Linked DNA regions of Oryctolagus cuniculus: region 1 is linked to region 2. The links are chromatin contacts, called in public Micro-C maps. All regions are on one chromosome and are shown on one strand. Each heading gives the region's core, a stretch centred on a gene start, on an enhancer-like site or on the middle of the called end of the contact. The rest is flanking DNA. Distances are from core to core; before and after follow the strand shown.

The links. A called contact is a pair of places that touch in the nucleus more often than the background predicts.
Region 1: a Micro-C map of ear pinna shows a contact between it and region 2, with 1.9 times the contacts expected there. The contact joins the enhancer-like site here to the promoter of DOCK8 in region 2. A contact is called at or near these places in 2 of 6 Hi-C or Micro-C datasets (ear pinna and an unstated tissue).

Annotation. Positions count from the first base shown.
Region 1 is chr1:162,357,405-162,361,291 of mOryCun1.1, forward strand. It overlaps DOCK8 (dedicator of cytokinesis 8), which reads left to right. Exons shown (of 48, transcript XM_008256091.4): 3 at 2,453-2,628. Among named protein-coding and RNA genes, the nearest start is that of DOCK8, 65 kb to the left of the region's middle. Within about 2 kb of position 2,312, at least 2 of the 8 cell types and tissues checked have an H3K27ac peak or open chromatin away from gene starts, as enhancers often do. A contact at or near this core is called in ear pinna, where this site is marked.
Region 2 is chr1:162,292,749-162,296,934 of mOryCun1.1, forward strand. DOCK8 (dedicator of cytokinesis 8) reads left to right here and starts at 1,865. Exons shown (of 48, transcript XM_008256091.4): 1 at 1,865-2,149. The coding sequence starts at 2,097.

The DNA.
Region 1 (3,887 bases), core at 1,062-3,561, 65 kb after region 2:
TACTTCCCATTGCACTTACTATTATCTTATATTTTAATTATTTCAGAAAATACATATTCCCTAAAAGACCTATAAGGGAAAACAATCAAAATTACACTGGTTAAGAACTTGAGCCTGCCTAGGTTTGGTTTCCAGATGGGTTCTCTCTCAGCTGTGTAATCATCGGCAAATTATACAATCCCTAGTCCTCAGTTTCCTTACCTATAAGATGGGAATAATAAGAATGTATACCTTAGAGGGTTTTAGAGAGCATCAAGTGAGATAATGTCATAATTTCTTGGCACATAGTAAGTGCTCAGTAATTAGTAGTTCATTGGGTATAAACTGCAGGAAGGAGGTTTGGGGGGCAGGCATTTGGCCTAGTGGGTAAGGTGCCTGTGTTCCACATCTGATGCCTGGGCTGGTGTCCCAGTTCCATTTTTTATTCCAGCTTCCTGCTATTGCAGACCCTGGGAGGCAGCACATGATGGCTCAAGTGATTGGGTGCCTGCCACCCACAGGGAAGATTTTGATTGAGTTCTGGTTCCTGGCTTTGGCTGAGGCTCAGCTCTAGCCATTGCAGACACTTGGGGGAGGAAACAGTAGATGGGAGCTCTCTGAATATCTGTCTGTCTCTGTTTTTCAGCCTCTCAAATAAACAAAAAAGAAAAATAAGTTTGGGGATGCAAAACCCCAGAGTTTTCTTCATTTCCTATAGAAGCCATTTTGATCTCTGTTAACTCTCAGTGCCATGCAGTGGGCGCAGGGGAGTGGGAGAATGGCCTCATCCCTGGTAGGTTTTGTGTCAGTGTCTGCGGCAGACTGGCTTGTTCTGTGCACAGATGAGAGCTGCCGTCCTTTCCTCTGGCAGAGTTCTGCACTCCCACCTGGCTCCCACATAGGTTGCTATCTGGTTCCTTCAGCCCCTGCTGCTTTGTGTTACTTTGTTTTGGGAGATCCTCTTAGGACTAGGGTGCTCTTCTCAGCCAACTGCCTGATCCGCCATCAGAACAGGGGGTGGGGGGGGAAGCTCCTCTGGCCCTTTCACTGCGCCTGGCATGACCTAGAGGCACGCTTTGCACTCAGCTACTGAGGAGTGCCCTGTTGCCTTCTCTCCTGCCCACTCCTTCCTTCAGTAAGTCAGCCACCCTGCGGCATCCCAGACACAAAGTAGAATGGATTGTGCCCAGCTCTCAGCTTCATCTTCACTCCCTACCATGAGTCATTCGCGTCCCTATTGTCATCGGGCCAGCAAGGGTGGAGAGGGGACAGAGCAAGCCGCGCTTCCCTTGCAGTGTTACTTGCTTTTGGCTCTCCAACAGCAACTTTGTTGCTCCACTCCTACTTGCTGCCTTCACTGGTGTGTGGTTTCAAGGAGAGGAAAAACCGGTTTTGTCAGCACTTCGGGATCTGTCCTTGTCTCACAAGACTCTGGGCTGTTTGTCTGTTGGTCCATGGGAGGGGTCAGAGGGGGGAACAGAACAGAACAGTACTCCTTGGGGTGATGACTCCAGGTAGTCTGCCATAACCGACCACTGCCCACTGCATACCCTTGCAACTGTGCATAGTAGTATTCCTACACAGATAGGCCTATCTAGGTGACTCTTACTTCCTTAAGGCACTGTTTCACCACCGAGAACACCGAATATTAATTTAATTGGGGACTGACAAAGGGTTGCCAACTTTTAATTTTATTGACCAAAGAAAAATATTTTTAAAGTTACCATCTAGTTCTCTCGTTTCTTTGGTTCCCTCCCTCTGCCACTGTGGAAGGCTAAAATTGAAGAGCAAAGGACAGTTTTCTTAAGTGAGTAAACTTTGCCGAAGCAGAACCCAGCAGATTGCCCCAAGTTAGTTCATGTAGCTTCAGTCCAATGAAAATTTCTTGCAGGCCAGCGGCGTTTGGAAATCGCCGCCTTGGAGTGCTTCAGTCACCTCGTCTGGCTCCCTGTCCACTATGATTATGCTCCAAGTGCTTTCAGAAACCCATGTATAGCATAACTCAGGCCAAAGGCGACCCCGTGCCTCCATCCTCAGCCAGAGCGGTGTTGAGTTTGCATGAATTTCTGGAAATGTGCCTCCATTCCCTCCTTTGCTGTATTTGGGCAAATAAAACATGGCCTCAGAGAGCTTTTGCAGGAGAAATTACAAAAATTCAGCAAAACCATGTGATCTCATTTTGGATCTCCTCAGGATTCCTCATCAAGATGCAATTAAGCAGAGAAAAATTCTGCCTTGGGGTGTGATTTTAATTACTCACCATGTTATGACTTGACTTTCCGTGCTGCGTTTCTCTTCCTTGCCCTATCACTGCTTCCGAGTCTGGCAGCTCCTCCAAAGAGTCACTTCATTTTAGGCTGAGAGCAAAGTGCTAGGTTGAAAGGAAAGAGCAGGGCTTACGTCCTCTGCCGCCTTAGCGCTTTCTCCAGGAGAACCCGTGGGAAACTCCTCTTTGTCTTGCTTCCCCCTCCAGCCTCCGTTTTATGACCCCGTGGAGCCAGTGGACTTTGAAGGACTTCTCATGACACACCTCAACAGCCTGGATGCAGACCTGGCCCAGGAGCTGGGAGACCTCACTGATGACGACTTGGTTGTGGTGTTCACGCCAAAGGAATGCAGGACGTTGCAGCCGTCTTTGCCGGAGGAAGGGTAAATCGTGGGCTTGGAACATAGATGGGATAGTGACTCGTGACTGTTATCAGTGCGGGGGAGGTGGCCTGAGTCTGCACCTCTTTTAAAAATAAACAAAATTACTGAAGCCATAAGAGGAGCAGATAACCACGTGGTACCATCATGTAGATGTACATAGTTTTTAAACTGATTTGGCCAAAGGCTCTGAAAAGAAGAGATGCGGTGCTCCAGAAGGGGTTCAGTGTGCAGGCCCTGGAGCTGGACTGCACGGGTGCCAGCTCGGTGAGCTGGAGCAAACCACATGACCCCAGGAAGCCTCAGCTCCGAGTGAGCAAGCATCATGTTCAGTGCACACTGATTTGCAGTCTGCTATGTGCTGAGTAGAAAGGTGAATCGGGCAAAGTCTCTTCCCTTAAAGTTTTTTCAAGGGGAAAAACTTCTTGGAGTAAACATGTTTAGAGCTGCAGTCTCTACCCTCGGTTTATTTATGTGTTTAGAAGAATGAGCATGAGTTCACTCAAACTATGGACTTTTGTCTAAATGAAACTCCTGTTGCTGCCATGGTGCGAAAATCAATGTTGCCTGTAGAAGCTTAGCCTGAACTTTTATTTGCATTCACTTTAAAAGCTGAACTGAAATTTGCATTCTCTTGGACATTTTCAGCCTTCTCATCTTCCCCAAAAAGTCCCAGTAAGGTGGTCATGAAACAACTCCTTCCATCGTTTCTGTGAAATATTCCAGTTCTGTTTTGGACTGTGTTTCATCACAGTGTCGGGAGGCTGGGTAGCAGTGAGGAGCACTGCTAACAGCCCTTTGCTCCCTTATTCAGACAGTTCTCATTGACACTGGAGGCTGATGAAACGCACAGTTCTTTCCTCCCTGGGACACATTTTTCCCCTGTTGTCCATTTATTCAGGTGTGACGTTAGCATAAATCCCATCTGTTATTCTCACCTTTGGAAAACAATCACAAAATTTGTGTGTAATTGTTCTCAAGTATGGTCAGAATCTTGGAAAACCCCATTTAAAATACTTACAGTAAGTTTAGCGAGAGGAGGATGGGGGGATTTAATAGAGGAGATAATTTTGTTTTTCACATCAGTTTTTGAAATAAGATGTGTCAGAATTTATCCCTGACACATTATCTACATGGTGGCTTTCAAACAGCCTCTACTGTTTTAATTCATGCCAAAAAGTCTTCTATATAACTAAGCAGAGGAAGTTACCGCTGTCACCATGAAGGTCAACAACAGTTGAATCCTGTTGAATCCCTTTGTG
Region 2 (4,186 bases), core at 615-3,114:
CCTGGAAGCAAGGCATTTGGGTGGCTATTTTTGCAAGTTGTCCTATGACCACCTTAATGGGTAACATATTCCTGGTGAATTGTTAAAAGGCCTCTGAGAACCCTGGGGTTACTGTGAAGCAGCACAGGGTTGACAGCCCCGAGGACCAAACCTTCACAGCGGCGTGCCTGGTAGTGAGTTGGATGCGGTGTGATCTGGGGAAAGACAGAAAAATTTAGGACACCCACCACCCACGCTGGGTTTTCCTTCATTGCCAATTCTGAAAATCTGAAATGCTCTCATTACATTGCATTTGTGTTCTATGGTTTCATAAACCAGTATGTTTGCTCTCCACCCGAGTATATGTCATAATCACTCAGAAACTCAGAGAGAAGCCCCTCTGAGAGACCCACTTGCGCACAGTGGACTCAGGACTCTGAAATCACAGTCTTGAAGAATTACTCATGTGCTCCCCATTTGAAGAAGTACGCGGAATTGTTTTTCAGTATTTTCCTAGTCAAATGTTTATTCTTAAATTCCAACATAGTAAATACATTTGGGAGAATTTTCAAAGTCAGACACAATACATTTAAAAAAAAACTTTCTTTTTTTAGATTTGTTTGTTTTCATAGTCTATGTAAGGTAACTTATGAACTTTGTCATATATGCTTAAAGGCATTGCTACTGGGCAGGGAAGTAAGTTACCTAGCCAGACCTGCAGTTACTAAGCCACCTGATGCATCCCAAACTACACAGAGAAAGGACAATGGAGCAGAGACCAAATTCCGTGCTGGGGAATTTTAGTGTTAGGGTGTAAATTACTTTGTTTGGACTGGCACTATCCCAACAGGAATATAACATGGCCCACAAAGGCTAGCCACATACTTAATAGTACATTTTCTTCACGGCAAGCCAGATTTTACAAACGGAAAAGCCAACAGGTGAAATAGATTTTAATAATAGAGATCTTATTTACTTTATAATATATCCAAAGTATCATTTTAACATGTCATCGACATAAAAATCACTAACAAGTTATTTTTCATCGTCTTTCTCTGTGCTGTCTCTAAAGGGCGGTGTGTGTTTCACACTTCCAGCACTCAGACCAGACTACCCACAATTTCAAGCACTCACAGCCACACGGGGCTAGTGGCTGCCACAGCAGACAGTGGAGCTTTGAGCCAAAAATACACTGCTTCGGTCCTTTTTTTCAAGGGCAGGTGGACAAATAGAGCCCTCCAGCGCTGCACGGCTTGCAAGCAACAACTTGAAACAGTGGCTTTCTACCCCAGTCAGGGCTGGGACTTTTGTGATTTTGGTCTTGAGTTAAGGCTGGGCATTTTAGAAGACCTGTCAACCTGAAACTGAAACGGGGATGCGGTGCACTCTTGAGTTACAGGAATGCTGTGCGCCGTGTTTTCCCAGAGAAAAGCATTTCTTTCAGGTTGCAAAAAAAAATTTTTATGTAACTCGTAGTATCTCTTCCTTGGATGGATCCATTATACTTATTCAAAGCGTTCGAGCAGGGTGGTGGGCATTATCTTTGGCAAAGGTCATTCGTACGCTCAGGGATTTCACCGATTTTTAAAATTTGCCTTCTCCCAGGAACGCTGTCGACCTTTCCTAAAGAATGCCAGGGTTCGTTTCCCGACCTCGCCAGCTTCGTGCAGCGCGCGGAAGGCGCGGGCTCCCCCCGCTTGCGCCCGTGCCCTGGCAGCTTCGTGGCTCCGGGCAGATGGAGTTTCCGGCCTGCGCTCCGCGGTCGCCGGGTCAGTCGCCCGCTCTCCTCTCTCTCCTGCGGTCGGAGTCCCGGGAAGAGCACGCCGTCGGCGGGAGGATCCGGAGGGCAGTTCAGCGCGGCGTCCACACCCTCCTGGCCCGCCGCTGCTGCGTGCCAGACCGGGCGGCGGGCGTCTGGGCCGGGCGCCGCAGCCCAGCGCGTGGGCCCTCCCCCCGGGGTGGTTTCAGCGCAGAAGGTGGAAATGCGGAAGTTTCCAGGCCGGTCTGACAGATGAGGCTCGCGCCGGGCTCGGCATGCGCTCCAGCGGCTCTGCGGCGCGCCGGGCCCCCGCTCTCCTCACCCCGCGACCCTAGAGGGCACCAAGCCGCCGGCGGCCATGGCCACGCTGCCGAGCGCCGAGCGCCGCGCCTTCGCGCTCAAGATCAACAGGTAAGACGCGCTTCGCTGCGAGGGAGTCCGCGGCCGCACTGCCCGGCCCGCAGAGCGCCAACCTCTAGGCGGCTGCGGAGCGGTAGCCGGCGCGTCCCTGCGAGTCCGCGGCAGGGCGCGCCTGAGCCCCGAGGCTGCCGCGGTGGAGCCGCCGAGCGCGCGACGACCCGCGCGCTGCGGGCTCAGCCCCGTCTTGGCTGAGAGTAGCCGCCTTCTCGGTTGTCTTCAGCCATCCGTGTCCCTGCTCGGAACCCTCCACCGCACGTCGTCCGCGCGGCCCTCAGGGCTCTGACAGGTGGCCCGGAGGGTGAGGCGCGCGGGGTTAGCCGGGTTGGGCGCGCCACGCAGGTTCTCAGGCGTTGAGAGTGGAGAGAATGAAGTGGCTGCGAGGAGAGCTTTGCTTTGAGAGGCAGCAGCTTCAAGACTTCTGATGTCCTGAGTAGGGCTCTTCCCCCTCCCCACCCCCACCTCGTTTTATTATGCCCAAAAAAAAGTTTGGCTCCTGTAACATCGCTATTTTTAATCCCTGGTCCAGAAAAGCCATGGAGTGGAAAAAGTGATTTTTAAAATAATTCTCCATTTCAATAAACAAAAAGGAATGCCTGTGGCTGGCATTTTTGGAGCTACAGCCCTCCAGCAAGGGACTAAGGTCTCAGGGCTCCCAGCTTCCCGTCCAGTTCGCAGTCAGAATTGCACGTGTATGGAAGCGCAGACACTGTGGAACGTTCTCTGCACAGGTGCTCTCACTGCAGCTTTTCCTCCACTGAAAACTGCCGACAAGCATTTCGGGGCAGCTGTGTTTTGCCCGGAGAAGTCCAAGCTATCTGGTTAAAAGATAACGTGAAACTAATCCTGGGTCTGCAGCGCTAGGGTCTGTTAGTGTCCTTTTCGCTGAGTCTGGGGAAGGCTGGTGTCACCTGCTTCGTGCTGCCGGTGTCCAGAGATTTGAGCTGTAACGAACTAGAAGTCCCGCGAAACTAGGCGGTAAGGACTTCCAGGGGGCATACTGAGCTTTACTGGAGCGCTTATTTCCACCTGCTGTGTAGCTGGGAGCAACATCTCCCTCACCTTCGTGTTTCTTCATCCACAACATGACTTTAATTATTAATGTGTCCTGGATGTTAACGCTGAAGGCCTAAAGGCACTGGTCCGAAGCCATCAAGTGCGTCAGGGAGTTTTTCCCGCGTTGGGTTTCCTGGTGGTTACATGCTAGGAGGGGCAATCCATTTGGGGAACATGGGGAAATCAGAAGTCACTGGTGGTTTCGCCACGTGTCATGGCCACTTCTCCTCCAGGCCTTGTCCCTGTGGATTTGGAGTCCGGAAGTGTGGGTTAGAAGAAGGATGTTGCAGACTGTGGGCTTGATCTGGGGGAGCGAGCAGCACCAGGACTGATCTCTGAGGCAATCTTGCAAGCAACTCGGATTCCTGTGGCCGAAGGGTTAAGGAGAAAGGCCCTGTGTGGAATCAGTTCTGCTTGCAGGTTGGCGCTGCTACAAACTGTGACGCTGGCCATGTCATTTAATTTCTCTAGACTTTCGTTTCTTTGTATGTCAGATGCCTCCTAGGACTGTTTAGAGGATTAAGTGAAATGATAGGTACAAAGTGCTGATAGTGCGTGGCTCACAATGAGTGTTAAAGAAATGTTGGCTTTCACCATCAGTCTCGTCGTCATTTCCATCATCACCATCTTGGTGCTGTTGTTGAGAGCTGAAGTCAGAGTTCTTTCCCCAGGGAGGCCAGAGTGGACTGGGTTCAGAGACGCCAGTGGCTGGTGGGGCCGATGTGCTGCCTTCCAGTCCGGTGCCGAGAACACCAGCCACACTCCATGGAACAGAATGTGTGATGGAGCCTGACCAAGAAGGACCCACATATGTTCAAGAAGATAAAAAGTGTTCCCTAACCCTCAGCCCTGAATAGAGATGGGCTATTTCTGTTGCTAGAGTTCTATTTTCCCTCTTGAAGCATTGTGTTTTGTATGGAAGAGTTATACTAAGGAGCTTGGCAGAAGTTAGTGTTTAGAGGAATGGATTAATGA